4 separate regions of the Mus musculus genome follow, and regions 1, 2 and 4 are each linked to region 3. A link is a contact called in public HiCAR-type, HiChIP or PLAC-seq and promoter capture Hi-C data. All regions are on one chromosome and are shown on one strand. The core of a region is the stretch at or near the end of the contact, and the rest is flanking DNA. Distances in the headings are between cores, read along the strand shown.

Evidence for each region. Promoter capture Hi-C pulls out the DNA fragments that hold promoters and counts their contacts. HiCAR-type assays count read pairs that join an accessible place to other places. HiChIP or PLAC-seq counts read pairs in DNA pulled down with a chosen protein or histone mark.
Region 1: a HiCAR-type map of astrocytes shows a contact between it and region 3, with 8 times the contacts expected there. The contact joins the promoter of Tbc1d32 here to the promoter of Man1a in region 3. A contact is called at or near these places in 7 of 39 promoter capture datasets (the 3T3-L1 cell line, cranial neural crest, embryonic stem cells and 3 more), 3 of 484 Hi-C or Micro-C datasets (LSK cells, cerebral cortex and regulatory T cells), 14 of 115 datasets of contacts at active chromatin or transcription factors (the NIH/3T3 cell line, SST interneurons, astrocytes and 10 more) and 3 of 9 other capture datasets (adipose tissue, embryonic stem cells and liver).
Region 2: a contact with region 3 is called in a promoter capture Hi-C map of embryonic stem cells, with 7 times the contacts expected there. The contact joins the promoter of Gja1 here to the promoter of Man1a in region 3. A contact is called at or near these places in 4 of 39 promoter capture datasets (the 3T3-L1 cell line, cranial neural crest, embryonic stem cells and 1 more) and 4 of 115 datasets of contacts at active chromatin or transcription factors (astrocytes, large pre-B cells, pro-B cells and 1 more).
Region 4: an H3K4me3 HiChIP or PLAC-seq map of pro-B cells shows a contact between it and region 3, with 8 times the contacts expected there. The contact joins the promoter of Msl3l2 here to the promoter of Man1a in region 3. A contact is called at or near these places in 12 of 39 promoter capture datasets (the 3T3-L1 cell line, 3T3-L1-derived adipocytes, the C10 cell line and 7 more), 4 of 484 Hi-C or Micro-C datasets (adipose-derived mesenchymal stem cells, cerebral cortex, cumulus cells and 1 more), 11 of 115 datasets of contacts at active chromatin or transcription factors (astrocytes, embryonic forebrain, embryonic hindbrain and 8 more) and 1 of 9 other capture datasets (embryonic stem cells).

The regions. Positions count from the first base shown.
Region 1 is chr10:56,227,136-56,230,029 of GRCm38.p6, reverse strand. Tbc1d32 (TBC1 domain family, member 32) reads left to right here and starts at 1,341. Exons shown (of 33, transcript NM_001033385.3): 1 at 1,341-1,552. The coding sequence starts at 1,398.
Region 2 is chr10:56,375,979-56,378,678 of GRCm38.p6, reverse strand. It overlaps Gja1 (gap junction protein, alpha 1), which reads right to left and starts at 1,379. Exons shown (of 2, transcript NM_010288.3): 1 at 1,161-1,379.
Region 3 is chr10:54,074,463-54,077,487 of GRCm38.p6, reverse strand. Man1a (mannosidase 1, alpha) reads left to right here and starts at 1,751. Exons shown (of 13, transcript NM_008548.5): 1 at 1,751-1,962; 2 at 2,218-3,025. The coding sequence starts at 2,464. Gm16998 (predicted gene, 16998) reads right to left here and starts at 1,566. Exons shown (of 3, transcript NR_038016.1): 1 at 635-1,566.
Region 4 is chr10:56,105,588-56,108,287 of GRCm38.p6, reverse strand. Msl3l2 (MSL3 like 2) reads right to left here and starts at 1,371. Exons shown (of 2, transcript NM_001163833.1): 1 at 1,259-1,371. All of the region lies in intron 22 of Tbc1d32 (TBC1 domain family, member 32), which reads left to right.

The DNA.
Region 1 (2,894 bases), core at 92-2,591, 2.2 Mb before region 3:
TGCAATTTCTGGAGAGAAATATTTGTTTTCCTAGAAAATTACTGAATCTGGCTAAACTGAGAAGTATATCTGATGAGGATAGAATATACAGCTGGATTTGGGAAGTTTATTGACGTCAAACCATTCATCAGTTGTTTGGCATCAGTAACTATTGGCATCTGAATATTGTGCATTTGTAAGCTCCCATACTATATATGTTGTTTCTTTTTAAACTTCTTACTGATTTATAAAAAAAAATCTTATGTTTCCACAAGTAACACCACCTTTTTTTTCTTTTAAAGAAATGCATTTTTGGATTTGTTTTTGAATTTCATATTTGTACAATGTATTAGATCATACTCACATGTACTCTTCCACTTCCACACTCCCTTCTTTTTAAAACGTTGATCTTAAAAATTATTTTATGTGTATAGTGTTTGCATGCCCGTATGTCTGTGAACCACAGATGAGTAGTGCCACAGAGGTCAGAAGAGGGCATCAGATCTCATGGAACTGGACTTACAGAAGGTTGTGAGTCACCATGTTGGTGCTGGAAATTGAACCTGGGTCCTCAGAAAAAGCAGCCAGTGCTCTTAACTACCAATCCAAACTCCCTAAACAAAACACAGAACTGACTTTTGCTGCCTATATCCTTTTGGATGTTGGGCCATCCTCTGGAGCATGGCCACATCCTTAGAGACCAATGACTCTTTAGATCCCAGAAGGCAGTTATCCATAGCTCTTTTTGCTAGGGATGAGTGTTCAAGGGCTACTTCCAGTCTGTCATGTGGCATTTCCTTAGTAAAATACATAACTACCCTGTAATGAATTGTTAAGTTTCTTTTCTGTTACAGCGTGCTATCCTCATTGGCAGGCAACAGTTGTTACGGTTGCTGTATGAACCTGGTTTTTCCACATTTCAATACCACCCAATCCCCAGTTGATATTTCAGTTTGGCTTCCTTTGCCCTGCTTTTACTAAAGGCCTCTTCTCTTTCGTCCCCTTCCTACTTCCTGCAGATCAAGGTCAGGATCAGTTCCACTCTCCTCCGGGATTAACCCCTCCCCTGGGCGCGTCAGCGAGCTGACGTCAGGCGCAGCCGAGGCGTTTCCCGTTAGGCCCTCCCAGCAGATCCTGAGGTGTTTGTTGTTCCGGTCGGGGGAGGCTTGAGCTCTGCCGGTACCAAGGAACGTCAATCATCCAACGTTAGCCTCAGCAAGTTCTCGGTGGTCTCTAAACCTACAGCCCAGTCTTCCAGCACATCGCCACTCAACCGCGGCCCCGCCCTTGGACTCGCGCTGTGGTTTCCTAGGGAACGACGCTGAGCGTCGGCGGCGATTGGGCTGGGTCGCGCGTGCGCAGTGCGCTTTGTTGGTGGCGACCCCGCGGTGGTTGCGGAGATTTGACTGCTGCAAGGCATGGCCCATTTCTCCAGCGAGGATGAGGTGATGCTGCAGGCGATGCTCCGGCAGCTGTTCCAGAGCGTGAAGGAGAAAATCACCGGAGCTCCCTCCTTGGAGTGCGCAGAGGAGATCCTCTTGCGGCTGGAGGAGACTGACGAAAATTTTCACAAGTAAAATCGAGTTTATAAGTTTTTAAGCAAACAAACCATTGGTCCAGGAAAGCTGAAAATGATTTGGATAGAGATTTATTTGGTATTTTTTTGCTAAAATAGCTGATTGTTGCTTCAGTTTTTTTTCTCTCAATTGTCCCTGTGCTGAATTTATCCTCTTTTTCCAAAGTGATTTTTGTAGAGCCTCATCTGCCTCTGTGTTCTCTTCTGTCACAGCAGCTTAAGAACATCAATTGTAAATTATTCTGTTCTTTAAAGAACAATCTTAACATTTAAGGGAATTCCTTTCACATTATCTAAAAGTAGTGACCCCCACCTCCTACCCCTCCCCGCCCCCAGGTCCTTATTTGTGGTTTTGTTGGTCTGTTACTTTCACTGCCTGTTGTAAGAAGCCACTCAACACTGGAAGGGCCTCCCACACTGAGGCAGGTCTGGGTGCCTGTGTAGGGGTAGGGCGCCTATACAAATGTCCTAGACCTACTGAAAGGGAGCAGGTTGTCCAGCTTTGAGGAGCATGGAGAGAGGAAGTGTTCGGTGCAAACTGAAGGACCTTTTTATAATCAAACTGCTCCTTAAACTTAAAGATCCTTAGGGCTCAACGCGTTTCTTTGGAGTTTGTTCATGTAGTGAATTAGGCCTCTCAGCTTCAAGGTCTTCCTCCAGGCGCACGCACGATTAGTTGTAGCCTTTTACAATCCAGTGTTTGTCTCTCACAGATACTTTTCCTGTGATGTTGCTTTTGACTTGGTCATTCAGGTGCTGGGAATGGAACCCAAGCCTCATGCCTGATAGGAGGCAGTTTCTGTTGCTTTTTATTGACTTTTGGATATCTCGAAGTTCAGTTTCTAGAAATGGGCATTAAGGGACCCTTCAGTCCTTTAATGTTCTCTGTAAAAGGTTATGTTTTACTTGCCGTTTTATGGTGGTGTTCTTTATAATTTGCTCAGATTCTCAAGGGAATTTAAAAAGATGTGCAAAGAGTCACTGTAGGGTTTCTAATTTAATAAGTCAGGATTTTTGAGACCTGCATGCTATGTTGCCCGGCAAGCCCAGGATAACCTGGAAATGACTATTGAACTTAAGTATCCCAAGTGGTGGGAGCATGTATCACCATGGCCCAGCTTGATTTTTTAAATTTATGATTATGCTTATGGTTTCCGTTGTTTTTGCTTATTCCCATATAAAATTGATGCTGATAAGAATGATCGGATGATACTCTTTTATTTAGACATATTTGTGTCAGTTTTGTTGTTGTTTTGTTTTCTTTTGGTTATAGGTTCATTATTTTAAAAGCACAATATAGACAATTTGGCACCTTCTCAAACAAAAGTGGATTTATTAC
Region 2 (2,700 bases), core at 130-2,629, 2.3 Mb before region 3:
GTGCCATCCTCTGCCCTAAAGCTTTCACTTCACAACGACTCGGCCTGGTCTGGTACAGAAAAAAAAGCCCTTCAATACAGACCCACCCTGATACTTCGGTGTGGATTTAGGCCGGTCAAAGTGCTTTACAGAATGTGTTACCAATTAAAAATAAAAGCTTTAAGACGGACCCCCTTCAAGCTGCACGTTAGCATCATTTTTGCTTAGTGCTTTGCACCCTCTGATGGCTCCAATTCAAAACTGTCCTAACAGCTCTGAAGTCACTACAAGTCCGGGCACGCAGGAGGAGTTGGGGGTGGAGAGGGGGCAGCTCTTTCTAAAAGCGCAGCTCTAAAAATCCCTTTTCCCCATTCCTTCTAGGAGCTCGCGTTCTAGCAGTTGATTTTGGAAAAGCAACCTGGCACACACTGTTTCTAAACGCCCGTTCTTCCTCTAACTCTCCGTAAGTCACCACCACCCATTCAAGATTTCTCGCGCCCGGAGTTGCCAGCGTGGAGTATTAAAAAAAAATGCTGGCTGTGCAGGCTAAGAGGTTCATCCCGTAGCATCGCACAGGCTTGCACAAAGTACCCACTGTTGGTCTAAAAACTCTAACCGCAGCACCCTGGTCTACGTATTTAGTGGCTTAGTCCTGAAAAGTCTAAGAGAGAACCACGTGGAAGTCAACTGCTGCCGCAGCGTCTCAACAAAGCACTCTGTTACAAAAGGAGTCTGCAGTTTCAAGGCAGTAGAACAGGCGACCGGATTTTCATAAGAAAAAAAAGAAGCGTGTAGTGTCCAGCACTATAGGAAGCAGGCTAAGCAAAGTTGACTGAGGTGCCCCCCCATCACCCCCACCCCCGCAACACCTTCTCCATTGGCGACTACAGAAAAGTGAAGTTAGGCTCCATAACAAAGAACTAAGTTTAGTAACTTGGTCCTTCCTTCACTCTAGTTGGAAAAAGTTTGAGCCTTTTACCTGTTGCACTCTCAGCGGAACTTTTTAAACAAACCCAAATCAAACTCAGCACGTGGAAATGACAAAGGCACTTTGAAGATCGTCGTTCTACTTACAGTATCCTAAGTCAAAGACGCAACGCATTTACAAAGCATAGAAGAGTTTCCCTTACAGAAAGAGACGCTACTAGGTAAAGTGGGTTTTTCTTTTTTTCAAAACTTACTCTTTCACTTAATGAAAGTGAAGCCGGCACGCCAAAGTGGTGGAACTCCTTGGAGGCTGAAGTCAAAGGAAAAGGAGAGTTCGGGCTCTCAGACCTGTCTGTTTAAAGTTTCAAAGTCTGCTGCTGTTGGGTACTTCCCTCACGCCTTTCCCCCAATGAAAGAAAAGTGCTGATACCTCGTAAAAGCGTTTTTTAACTTGGAGCACAGAGCTTTTAAAAGTTTCAAGCCACTGACTCAACTGGAAGGAGGGGCTAGGAGAAAGGGGAGGGAGGAAGAAAAGGCGGGGAGGAGGTGGAGTGGAGGCTGGCGAGCGTGGAGCTGAGCAGGCAGAAGAAGCAACCTGGTCAAGATAAAGTTGTAGTTTCAATGTGCTGACGAGAAGGGGAAAAAAAGTAAGAAATAGCTCTAGATGTACGTCAGCTACTGCGGGGCTGTGACTCCTCACAGATTAAAAAAAAAAACTGTTGGATGGGTCATTCCTTCAGGAGATGACCACGGGCAGTGAGAAGATGTCCCTTTTAGGTCACATTTCCTAAATAATAATGATAATAATAATAATATTACAATAAATAAAAATGGGGGGGGAGACAAGGTGAACTCGTGCAGACTTGTTCTGGGTTGCCCAAGGTGTGTGAAGCTTGAGGTGGGTGTGAGTGATCTTTCTTATGACCTAATTCTCTTCCTCTTAAACCCGGACAATTAACAAAGGAAAGAGGCGGTGGGCATGGGAAAGGCATTTCACAACCAGACCCGTGGAGTGGGATGTCTACTCTTCAGTTTCTCTGCTGCTTTAGGTAGTTTTCCTTATTCTTTTAATTAACAACAAGAAGATACATGTTCTATACTATGAATAAAAATAATATATCATGTATGTAACTCTTGTCTGAAACGTTGATAGGACCTCAACCCAATCTCCAAGGAAGTGAAGATCCATATCTTAGTCTTTTTTATGCCTACAATTTAACATTTAAATCGGCAGGGAGATGCCAGAATTGTCCCCCTCCTCCTCTTCCTTCTAACCGCTGCAGACCAGAGTTGCCAGACACAGCCTGTCTCAAAACTTCTTTCTCTCTTCCAATCCTGTCCCTCGGAAGCACTTTCAGGGAAGAGATGTGGGCCTGGTGACTGCCTGCCCACAGCTTCATGCCTCTCTCATCATACCTGATGGGGTTTATGAAAGCCTGAGTCATATGACCTCATTCCTAGGGTGGGCAGCTCCTTTGAGGGTTCCCAGATGCCCCCCACGAGGGCTTGTGATAGGGCGATAAACAGGCTTCAGCGGCGCTCCTGGAGTTAGGCCTTTGTATAGGCATCACCTGATGGAGCTGAACGTCTCACACTAATGTAAATAGCAGAACAAAGGATGGCGAAGACTTCCTGGGAAACATTTTCCTGCCGAAGCACCCTCTCACTAGGATGACTAAGGGAGTGCCATTTAAAACCTCACAGTTTAAGACCCCAGCATGTTCTCTTACTTTTGAGGTTCCTTTGTCTTTAACTTAAAGAAGGGAAGTAATGTTACAGATGCAGAAACTATAA
Region 3 (3,025 bases), core at 502-3,001:
CACAATTACCATCACCAAATGACCAGAAAGAAAGCAACTGGCTTCCTCAGGAGTTAGCCCCTGTTTCTAGGGATCTGTCTTCCTTTCTGTGAGGTAGCTGTTTCAAGGGTCTCATTGAGATAAACACTATTATTTCAGTCATTAGGTTTTCAACCTAAGCACAACCTACAAATGTACTTTGAAAGAAATTTACCTTTTCGTCATTAAAAGAAAACATTATTGCTTTCATTTTTAGAGCTAAATCTATTACCCTGCTTGGATATGCTGCACTCTTCTGGGCATAGAATTTCATAGCAAGTATCAAAATAATCAAGCTATGAAGTCACATTTATCAAGCCATAATTTCTTATTAACCAGAACTTCTGACTATGTTACTGGCTCATTTTGCACAAACCCAATACACAACAAACAGTGATGGCTAAAAATGATAATTAACATTTAAACGAAAACGACCTTAGGATTTCTGCCTTGGCTTTTTTACTTTATGCACACAGCACAACACCTGGAAACAACTGTGCTGTGGGCACTCTCCTGGAAGTTGCCAGCTGTTTTCCTCTGGTTTAAGACAAGTAAAGGGCACACTTTAAAATCATGTTTCCGGAGAAGGTTGAGGGTAAACAGAGCTGCTACAAACCAGCTTTCAGGAGTGGGAAGTCAGTCAAATTTCCCTCTGGTAACTGTTTCTTTGTGGAGCAACAGGGGATTCATAACACAGTTTGGGAAATGTTTTCTTGTCTCTTCACCCTGAGGCAGGGGGTTCCCAGCCAGGTCAAAATGTAGATCTATGCAATATCAGCAGGGCATTCCAATGGATGTCATGGGAGGTGGAGCCAGTTTCCATGACATTCCATGAGACTGAATACTGCAAGGCTGTGTTGAAAACAATCTCTGTTGGACCAAGTCTTGCCTTCGCTGGGAGTTGTCGCATCCAAGACTTAATTTCAACAGGGTTCAATTTATTGCTTGGAGCTCTGGCAGCATAAAACTGTCTTCTTTGAATGGAAAATTTGACCAACTGCGATGAGGTAAATGAATTTCGAAAGTGGGGGGGGTGTGGGGGAGTGTGGGGGAGTCATACAACTTTTGTTGTTGTTGTTGTTTATTGTAAGGGGAAGAGGGTGTATACTTAGAGCCCCAAGCAGTCCCCAAACCCCAAGTCGCCTAGGATGTAAAAGGCTCTTAACGAGGTAGAGTAGAGAGCTCAAAAGCTTTGTGGAGGAGCCTGGAGACTTTGGATTTGAGAGTTATTGGGCACCGGGGAATCCCTGTCTTGGGTAATAAGGGGTGGCTGGAGAAAAGCCTTCAAAACCACTTCAAAACCACGGCTTGCCCCCGCAATCCCCTGCATGCTCTTCGGGATCGCCAATTTCGAGTACTGGGGCAAGCTGTCGCTACCATATTAGTAGTGGTCACTCGGGGATCCACTACCTTTGGGGCTTCGGCTTGAATAGGTTTTGGGCGGAATAAGCTCGGACCAACTCCGGCTCTGGTCCTCCGGGCGAGTCTTAACACGGCTCCCGGGCGCAGTTCCAGTCCTCGGGAGCCCAGGGGAGCCGCGACCTCCCCGCCTCTGCCGGGTCCCGGAGAGGCAGCGCTTCCCGTAAACTCCCCGCCCCGTGCGGCCCCCTCCCCGCCTCGGCTCCACCCCCGCGGGACCCTGGGAGGCGTAAGATTGGCCCGGACGCGCTGTCACTCTCCGGACGCGTCACCGCCCTCGTTTCCGACCGCTCGGGAGACCGGCAGTGCTATTAGTGCACGGCGGGGCCGCGACGGAGGGCAGTACGGTGCCTGGTTCGCTGGCTCACGCCGGCAGGTCGGTGCGCTCGCTCACCTGAGCCGTGTCCCGGGGCCTCAGAGCCACCCGGCTGTACGCGTGCTACCACCCGCCGGGAAGCGCTCGGAGATGGGCAGCTGGAGAAGTTGACGAACCCCCTACGCACGCGGCGCCCTTGCTGCCCAGAGGTGCGCCGCCCTTGCCACCGAGGTGCCCGCTGTGCTGACCCAGATGTCGCGGGACACCCTGCCTCCGCGGCTGGAAAACTTCACCCCAAGTCCAAAGTGGGCTCTGAGGGTGGTGCCCGCGGCTGGACCCCGGGGTTGCCTGCCGGGATACGGTCCTGCGGATCCCGGGTCCAGGGGAGGGCGGAGACCCCACTGGAAACTTTCTCAGCACCTTCCTAACCACTGCGCTTTTACTGTCTCCTCTCCCCCCAACAGGGGCTGCAGCCAGCGGTTTGCCGCGCGTGCCTGTTTGCCAAAGGAGCCGCCCCGGCGAGGATCGCCGGAGGGGAGCCGCTTCAAGCGGGGAGACCCGCAGCCCAGACACGCGCTCTGGGCGGCCTGGATGCGCAAGAGCCGGCCCCGCAGCCGCTGACAGCCGGCGGCAGCGAAGTTTGGCTGCTGAGCGGCTCGGCGCCGGGCCCCTGGACAGACTGTCAGCCGGCGGCTACAACCTCCGGAGCGATGCCCGTGGGGGGCCTGTTGCCGCTCTTCAGTAGCCCTGGGGGCGGCGGCCTGGGCAGTGGCCTGGGCGGGGGGCTTGGCGGCGGGAGGAAGGGGTCTGGCCCCGCTGCCTTCCGCCTCACCGAGAAGTTCGTGCTGCTGCTGGTGTTCAGCGCCTTCATCACGCTCTGCTTCGGGGCAATCTTCTTCCTGCCTGACTCCTCCAAGCTGCTCAGCGGGGTCCTGTTCCACTCCAACCCTGCCTTGCAGCCGCCGGCGGAGCACAAGCCCGGGCTCGGGGCGCGTGCGGAGGATGCCGCCGAGGGGAGAGTCCGGCACCGCGAGGAAGGCGCGCCTGGGGACCCTGGAGCTGGACTGGAAGACAACTTAGCCAGGATCCGCGAAAACCACGAGCGGGCTCTCAGGGAAGCCAAGGAGACCCTGCAGAAGCTGCCGGAGGAGATCCAAAGAGACATTCTGCTGGAGAAGGAAAAGGTGGCCCAGGACCAGCTGCGTGACAAGGATCTGTTTAGGGGCTTGCCCAAGGTGGACTTCCTGCCCCCCGTCGGGGTAGAGAACCGGG
Region 4 (2,700 bases), core at 122-2,621, 2.0 Mb before region 3:
CTGAAGCCTCTACCTCAGCCTGGCAGCTGTGGACTTCCACAGTTTGGCAAGCTCACTTTTGAGAAATACTGAGGTAAGGATTCTCAAAACTATAGAGTGATTTCTTTTCCCTCCCATATTTATTTTTTCTAGAATTCCTAAAATCACTTCTTTGCTTAGTTTTTTCAAATGGGGTCTGGAAATAATTTGTATCAAGAGTATTGTCACAAAGATATAGTATCTTTAATAGTAATGTCTAATATTTACAGTAATTCTTGTCAGGCATCACCAAGTACTTTAGCTTTAGTCTTGTAAGCCTGAGAGAACTAAAATCCTCCAATGAAACACTGTCTCACCTACAGTTTAAGTAAGTAGTTTATCAAAAAGTCTTTAACTGTTGTCCCATAGCTGGTGAATTCCAGTTTTTCCCAAGTTCACTTGTAATCTCTTCCTATATGTAAACATGTAGTCTAAATCACAAAATCAGTAAGTACCTTAGATGAGAAAGGAAGTACAGATGGCAAAAAAATCTAATGATTATTATAGAGTTTATACTTTACAGAGACAAGCATGCCTGGTACAATTATCTATCATTATTATTACTACTACTACTATTATTGGTTAAGATTTGTTTGTTTATTTATTTCATTCACACCAGAAGAGAGAATCAAATTATATTACAGATGGTTGTGAGCCACCATGTGGTTGCTGGGAACTGAACTCCGGACCTCTGGAAGAGCAGCCAGTGCTCTTAACCACTGAGCCATCTCTCCAGCCCAGCTGGAAAATTCTCCCGTCTACTGTGAAGTTTGAACTGGTATCTTTAACTTCCCTACATTATATCTACTTTTGTTTCCTATTCAGTCTCAGCTGCTTATAGGCTTCTGTGTCTAAGGCTGTATTTTGTGGGGTTTGAGCCCCCCACTATGCTGCATTAATCTTGTGTTGGTTTTGGGTGCTAGATGGGTGTTCTCAGGACTTGCTAAGGGGGTTCTCTAGACCCTAGCTTACTCTTGGTGGCATAGTTCCCTATAGCCAACAATTCCCTTATTGTTCAGTGCTATGAGATGTGGAAATGTGGCAAAATACCTCTAACATATGCCTCTAGAATACCTCTCCAGACACTTTGTCCCATGAGACGTATTTAGAGAACCACAGTCTATGTCTGCTTAGCCCAGAGAGGGCATTGACAACTAATTATGGGATGGAAATCCAGAATCCAGTGCTGGTCAGTGGGGTCAGGGAAGCTCAAAAGCAGCTGCATCTCTGAAAAGCTTACCTCATCAAGGTGGGGATTCAGGAAAACTGCAACCGAACTGCTCGCTGTGGGAATCCTAGCCAACCGTGCAATCCTTTCTCACCCCGCAGTTTTCGACTGCTTTTGAAGCCCAGGAGGAGAGGGGGTGGGGACCTTGAGAATCTTGCTAGTTTCAGTTTTCACCGGATTTGTCTGGTTTACTTCCCGACTCTCTAGCGCCCCCTCCCTCCAGGAGAAGATGTTTCAACTTGGAGGAAATGGCTACAGCCCAACGGGTGGCACTGCCTCCAGAGACTAGGGCCCTCCCACATCAAACATCAATCAAGAGAATGCTTGACAGGCTTGTCCTTTGGCTAATCCGCTGAAGACATTTTCACAATTAGGGGTTTCCTCCTCCAAAATGGCTATAGTTGATACTGAGTTGACGCTAGCCAACACAGCAGCAGGAAGGACAGTGGTCTTCGTAGGCCCTGCTTCCAGCCTTTAAGACCCGAGCCCCCCCACCCCCACCCACCCACCCACACACTTTTTCCCACAGCTCCAGGCTTCTAGGCGATCTGCAGTTCCTGACAGGCAGACTTACTGCGATGCTCTCTCAGATGATGCGTCTACATCCCAAGACGTATTTGAGCTATAAACACTTCCCAGAACTATAACACGAGTATCCTGCATCTACTGAGTGCAAACCTGTTTCATTTAAATCCTTCGTGGTGATCTATTTTTACGTTGCTTCATCCCGTTTAAAGGCTGGTAATACCGAGTTTACAGAGTACTTCATATGTATCCTCTCTGCTGTCTGCTCCCTCGCTTCTTGAAGACAGCGGGGGCAAGAGAGAACCTGTCAGAAATAGAAGTGAATCTTCAATTATTCGGGCACGTTACACTCAGCTATCAAAGAAAGTGGCACTTTTGTAAAATAAGGTTAAACTGACCCAAAGAACACAGTAAATTTTATGAACATATGAATTATATGTGCAGCGTAATCTCTAGTTTATGTGAAATTTTCTCTAGCTACAGAAGAAAAAAATGACTAAGTCTGGCTTATAGATGGTATTATGTGCTACACCTGCAGTTACTGATCTTTTGACCATGGATATCTAAAAGAGGGGATTTTAAAGTACACTGTCTACTTATTTGCTTTGTCTGGAAAGATAAGCATTTAGGTATTGATTTTTATAGCTTTATGGGCCTTGACTGATGAGTAGAAATAACGGCCAGGGGCTCAGGAAACAATCATCAGGAGATTTATTTTAGAAGATGGTTGAACAGAGCACTTCTCACTCTACTAGGAATCAGTGTATAATCAATGAGCACACAGGGGGATCTGATTAAATGAAATGGGTCACAGAACAGAACAAAAACCGTCATGAATCCAGAAAGGAACTGGTAGGGATACAGAAGGGTTGATAGAGAAGAGAGGGAGATAAGAAGGAATATTGGAGAGCTAGCTAGTAATTGCTTTA